Regions from separate parts of the Mus musculus genome. Here region 1 is linked to region 2. A link is a contact called in public promoter capture Hi-C data. All regions are on one chromosome and are shown on one strand. Each heading gives the region's core, a stretch centred on a gene start, on an enhancer-like site or on the middle of the called end of the contact. The rest is flanking DNA. Distances are from core to core; before and after follow the strand shown. Region 1 has its middle 15 kb from the start of Gm30187. Region 2 overlaps Pknox1 (Pbx/knotted 1 homeobox).

Evidence for each region. Capture Hi-C pulls out chosen DNA fragments and counts their contacts.
Region 1: a promoter capture Hi-C map of pancreatic islet shows a contact between it and region 2. The contact joins two enhancer-like sites. A contact is called at or near these places in 5 of 39 promoter capture datasets (the 3T3-L1 cell line, the HPC-7 cell line, embryonic stem cells and 2 more), 1 of 115 datasets of contacts at active chromatin or transcription factors (embryonic stem cells) and 3 of 9 other capture datasets (adipose tissue, liver and pancreatic islet).

Annotation. Positions count from the first base shown.
Region 1 is chr17:31,691,792-31,694,659 of GRCm38.p6, reverse strand. No RefSeq gene overlaps it. Among named protein-coding and RNA genes, the nearest start is that of Gm30187, 15 kb to the left of the region's middle. Within about 2 kb of position 1,504, at least 93 of the 459 cell types and tissues checked have an H3K27ac peak or open chromatin away from gene starts, as enhancers often do. A contact at or near this core is called in pancreatic islet, where this site is marked.
Region 2 is chr17:31,594,834-31,597,596 of GRCm38.p6, reverse strand. Pknox1 (Pbx/knotted 1 homeobox) reads right to left here. Exons shown (of 11, transcript NM_016670.3): 6 at 2,273-2,372; 7 at 704-801. Among named protein-coding and RNA genes, the nearest start is that of Pknox1, 31 kb to the right of the region's middle. Within about 2 kb of position 1,261, at least 17 of the 459 cell types and tissues checked have an H3K27ac peak or open chromatin away from gene starts, as enhancers often do. A contact at or near this core is called in pancreatic islet, where this site is marked.

The DNA of each region.
Region 1 (2,868 bases), core at 255-2,754, 97 kb before region 2:
GAGAGCTCTACGCCCACCTTCCCTCCTCCTCTCTTCCCTCCCAGCAGACCCAGGAGCCATGAAATCCAGGCTCTAGCATCTCTGTCCAGAGCTGTGAAGGCCAGTGCCACTGTGGCAAAACAGATGCACCTCTACCCTCAGAGAGTGCACGCAACCCAGCACAGGCACACACACACACACACACACACACACACACACACACACACACACACACACTGTAGATGCTCAGGATCCCAGTCACAGGTAGACACAAAGGAGGTCAACCTGCTTTAAGATCTGTGACAACCCTGAGCAGCAGTGCAGTACCTGGCAAGTCGGGCTCAGGTCACCATATAGATGACTCCCGTTTCTCTGTGAAGAGCACACCCCCACGCCATCTTCTCCCCACCCCCGACTTTTATCCACAGCCTGCAGCATGTGTAGTAGGTGTGTGCAGTGGGTATGTACATGTACCTGCCTGTGTCGACTGAATCAACTCAGTCCTGAAGTGGAGATGGGGCACAGTAGGGCACCTGTGGGGATGGGGTCCCACCCACAGCGCTGTCATGGGCCTTGGATTGAGGGCATCTACCCTTCCAGGGACGTGGGATCCAAGAACAAGTTCAAGTCAGCAAAGGAAAGACATAGAAGTTACATCAGCCTCTTACTAGTGGGTACCTAGAACTTCCCACTGCCTTTTTGTCCCTCTTCCCCCTCCCCCATCCTTGCTCTCTTGGTTGTTATTAGCCGGCTGAGTTCCATCTGCCCCGCCCCCCTTTACAGCCCTGAAACTGAGAATTGGAATCCCCAAGTAATAAGATGGAGAAACTGAAGCCCAGAGCAGTGGGCAACTTGGCCTTGTGCCAGCAAGAGGGAGGTGGGACTGAATGAGGTCACTGCTCCTCAAACCGGAGTTATTCTTATCTTCTTGGTGTCGCGGTGACATTCAAGGCACGCGTTTGAGTCACAGCGTGGGCATCAAAGAGCTTTTAGTGGTGGTGGAGAGGGCCCCTTTCCAGGGTAGGGTCGTGACCTTACCTAAGAGGGGTGACCAAGCAGGACGATTCACCGCTTACCTCACCCCATCCTACTCCGTCATCCTCCCGCCCCTGCATGTACCCCACCCCCACTCTTCCCTCCCAGCAGGCCAGTGTCCCACCTTTGTGCGTCAACCCCAGCACAGCTGAGGCACCTTGGATGATAAGCCTTGAGGGAGGAGGGGAACCAGCCGCCACTGTAGGTCCGGAACTGGGTAGAAGGCGCCCCCTGTCGGCCATGTGAAATCCAGCCGCAGCCTCCGTGTTATCCAGCTAGTTTCCAGCCCTCAGGACTACAGATTTCCCAATCTCTTCTGTTGGAAGGATGGGTAGAAAAATGAAGTTTGTTCCCTCCACACCCTATTCCTGAGCGGGTTTGTTCCCTCCACACCCTATTCCTGAGCGGGTTATCCTGGTTGCTACCTAAGCCTCGTGTCCTGGACTGTCTGAGAGTAAGATACTCATCTTCAAGCCCTGGTATCAACAGGTAGTTCTATTGGTAGGAGCCAACAGCGTCATGGGATAACAGCTTCCTGTTGTGTGCTCTTTTAGAAGGTTGCTGGCTGTTCATCCAGAGCCCACAGCCTAACCCTAACCCTAACCCTAACCCTAACCCTAACCCTAACCCTAACCCCTGGGATTCCACGCACTCCAGCATAGCATCCTGGCTGAGCTAGCTGTTGTGAATCTAAGCTCCAGCTAGACACTCTGCCCAGTGGGTGCCCTCTCTGCCCAGCTGATTAACCCCTGCTCAGCCAGGCCAGGCTATAATAAAAGCATCCACCGCCTGGCTACTGAGGCTCTTCCTAAGGCTTCTAGCCTACCTCATAGGCAGACTGGAAGCCCTGTCACCTGCTCCAGAAATAGGGCAAAGTGCCCTGTGTCCTGGAAGGGCATCTGCAAGAATATTAATACAAAGAAAAGAGCATTTGTGTTGAAGTGCTGAGATCTGGTCTCCCTCTTGTTTCTGTCACTTGGATATTTTTAAAGATTTATATTTATGTATATCATGTTGTATGAGCATTCTGTCTTCATGCATACCAGGAAAGGGCATCAGATTCCATTAGAGATGGTTGTGAGTCACCATGAGGTTGCTAGGATTTGAACTCAGAACCTTTGGAAGAGCAGTCAGTGCTCTTACCCGCTGAGCCATCTCTCCAGCCCCTCTATTGCTCTTAGATGCAAAGTCAATGCTGTCTCTGAAGTGAAATGCGCACTGTGCTTCTGCCAAGCTTCCTCCCACACCTAAGGTCTTCCTACTGCCAGTGACCTTGTGATCTGCTCAAGGTCACCACCTTTAAGGACATGACCCCAGGTCCATGCTTGCTGATGGGGAGGGGGGGATCCTGGAGACATGATGACTTCAGGAAAAAGAGCAGCTTCTCCTGGACAGTAACCACCCAGGGTAGTCGGTTCCGGCCCTGGGCACCATCATTCTAAGCCCTTCCTGTGGCCCTCAATGTCCTCATCTGCAAAATGGAGCAAAAGTGCCCATTCCCAGTCAGAGTTCCATTCTCAGCAGGCATCAGAGCCGCCCATCGACACCGTGCATCCTCTTGCAGTTTGGGGAGCCTTCCTGACTTCGGAGGCTAGTGTCACTAATACCAGCTGGCTTCAAGGGCCACTGTGGCAGGTCACTGAGAAGACCTGCCGTGAGTGAGATCACCTTGGGTACCCTTTGTAAAAACCAGCCAGCAAACTCCTGTCACTGGCCCCAATTTTGCCAAATTATCACACACCTGATTCCTGAGCCACACAGGAGGTTGGAGATCTAGTTCTCCCCCATGAAGGTTTTGGGGAGGACATGTCCTAAATCGGGCCCTCTAAGAATAAGGAGCAAACCTACCAGCCT
Region 2 (2,763 bases), core at 12-2,511:
GCCCACTTGGACCACACCCAGGGCTAGGCATGAGAATCCGTGATGAGACATGGACAGAGACCTCACAGAGTGAAGCCATGTGCACAAAGAAAGAACTATATTTTAAACCTTGTCTTAAATTATTAAAAAAAAAGTCATGTTTCCAGAACTTAGAGGGTCTTCCAGCCAGGAAGATCCAATATCTACATTTTACTACAATGGAATAGGAAGACTGTAGAATGACCATGGCCATGGTAAGTCACAGGTCACCTCTTGTTCTGGAAGCCAAACGCCTAAAGATGAGAGCCTGGCTTCAACACAGGACCCCAATCATGCCAAGGATGTCAGACAGAGGCCCGGGGTGCCTCCAGCACTTGGGATGCTGCCTCAGGCTAGGGGTACAGTCTGGGCTCTGCTTCTGAAAATTCTACCTGGCTGTTCCGCCTGGACTTGGAGTCTTGGTGAGCGCACACAGCGAACACTCCCATAAACCAGCCTTGCCACTGGGCATGGCTGCTTCCAGGGCCATGAATAACCTCCCTGGAGTCTCAGACTGTTCTGAAATTTGCAGATTTCCCCAATAAGGCAGATAAAGCATGAAAAGAAACAAACCAACCAGAGGCTACTTGACAATAAATGACAGTCACAAGGACAGCTTAGCTCGCTCCACTGCTCCCTACCCAGGCAGCACTCATAACAAGTCCATCTAGAAGGTGGCACACACCTGTGAGTTCTGGATCCTAATTGTCCCAGGAGATAATGCCTGCGTGACCACTTGGCCTTGCGGAGTGACGACGGTGACAGGCTGGTACACTGTGCCACCTCAAAAAGGAAAAGAGAATTTAAAGATGAACTGCTTTTCAGTCTCGATGAGTTAAAGCCATTCTTCCTGCTGTGCTTAGGGAAAAACAAAAAGCCTTTTGGGGAGCCTTTAGCTACTTCAAATGGTCAACAATACTTTGCAAACTATTTGGTCAGACAAATTATCACCCCAATTCTGCTCTGCATGGCTCCATCCCTTGTCACTGGGGACGAAGTGGGCCCTTCCTCTTGCTTGCGTCTGCTTTTCTTTCCCACAAACAGCACGTATCCAGAACTTGACTAAAGGTACAGATAAGGGCCATCTTTATTCTAGCTGTCTGCTGGTCTCTTCTTTTTCGTTTGTGTTTAGAAACAGGTCCTTCTTGTAGCCTGGCTGTCCTTGAGCTCTCTGAACTCCACCTGTCTCTGCCTCCTGGTACTCTGCCACCCTGCACCCTAGCTATGTTTCTTAGCAACCGTTCTCTTTCTGGTGACGTTCCCTCTACACTGCTCTGTGAGGCGTGCTGAGCATCTATCACTCCCTCCATACCTGCTCCATTTCATGATGCTTCTATCTGCAATATTCTACACAGAGCAGAAAATGCTTCATCTGTCCTGTCCTATAAAGGGTTTGTTATAAAAATAAAACTAAGACTAAGGCAATATTTCCACTTGGTTGGCACCATCAATTTATGATACAACTAAGTAGTTTGTGGGTCCTGTGACTAGCACAATCACAAACTATTTTATGTGAGAAGCTGCAAGATGACTCATCAGGTAAAGGTGTTGGCTACCAAGAAGAGATAACCTGAGTTTAATCCGTGGGACCCATGTGCTAGAAAGAGAGAAGTGATTCCTGAAAGTTGTCCTCTGCACTCCACACACATGCTGTGATGCATATACATGCATATACATAAGCATGCTTACACTTGTGCATGCAGGCACGTGCCACACCCATCAGCTAAGTATTTTAAAACTATATTATTTGAAATCATAATTTAATTTTTGCTATATGTTTTCTTTTTACTTTATTATTTTAATTATGCATGCATGTGTGTGAATGTATAGGTATAGGCACAGGAGTGCAGTGCCCACAGGGGACCTCCCAGAGCTGGAGTTATAGATGGTGGTGAGCACCCTGACGTGGGTGCTAGGAATCAGGCTTGAATCCTCTGGAAGAGCAGCAAGTGCTCTCAGCAGCTCAGCCACCTCTCCAGCCCCTTGCTGTGTGTATTCAATCCCTATAGAAAACCTTTTCCCAAATGCTTTTGGTAGAGAAACACAATCTGTACAACATACTTGTTGAAAATCAACAAGCAGGTATTGAAACTACTCTGGACTCCAGCACTGTTATATCAGTGACTGGCACTCAGTAAGACACAGGAGTTAAAAAGGAAGGTAAGAGACACTTATGTATGTGCTCGTTCTAAAATAATGGATCAGTTTTCTGCAAAAGCTCGTGGAAAAAGTGTCCGTGTTTCCATGGTCCTACCTGCCACTGTTGCCATGGTTACATTTCCCTGTTGTAGGGCTGATGCTGGCACCACGATTCCCTGGGGGCTGAGCGTGCCTGTGATGGCACTCTGAATCTGCTGAATGTCAGAACACACAGAGTGGGAGAATAATTACAACACAGAAAAATCCATGTTCAAAACTGTAAAGGAAACAGTATCATAATGTTGCAGTAAGGAAGGGGAGGCCAGGGCCATAGAGCAGAAGCAGGTGACAGATGGGCTTTCAGAAAGCAAGCGTCCCAACGGAAACTAGAGAGATGCAAAACCAGCCATGTTGGATATGATGATCCCGCTGTTCATGCCCAGGAGGTGAGCAGAGAGAGCCTGCTTTCAGATCACAGCTTCCTCCTTAGACTCGGCTCAGGTAACAGCTCTCGACAACCAGATGCTTCAGGACAGAAGGAATACATGCAGAGTCGACACCACAGGCTGAGAGGCACCAGAAGCGACCAGGGACATGAAGAGGAAG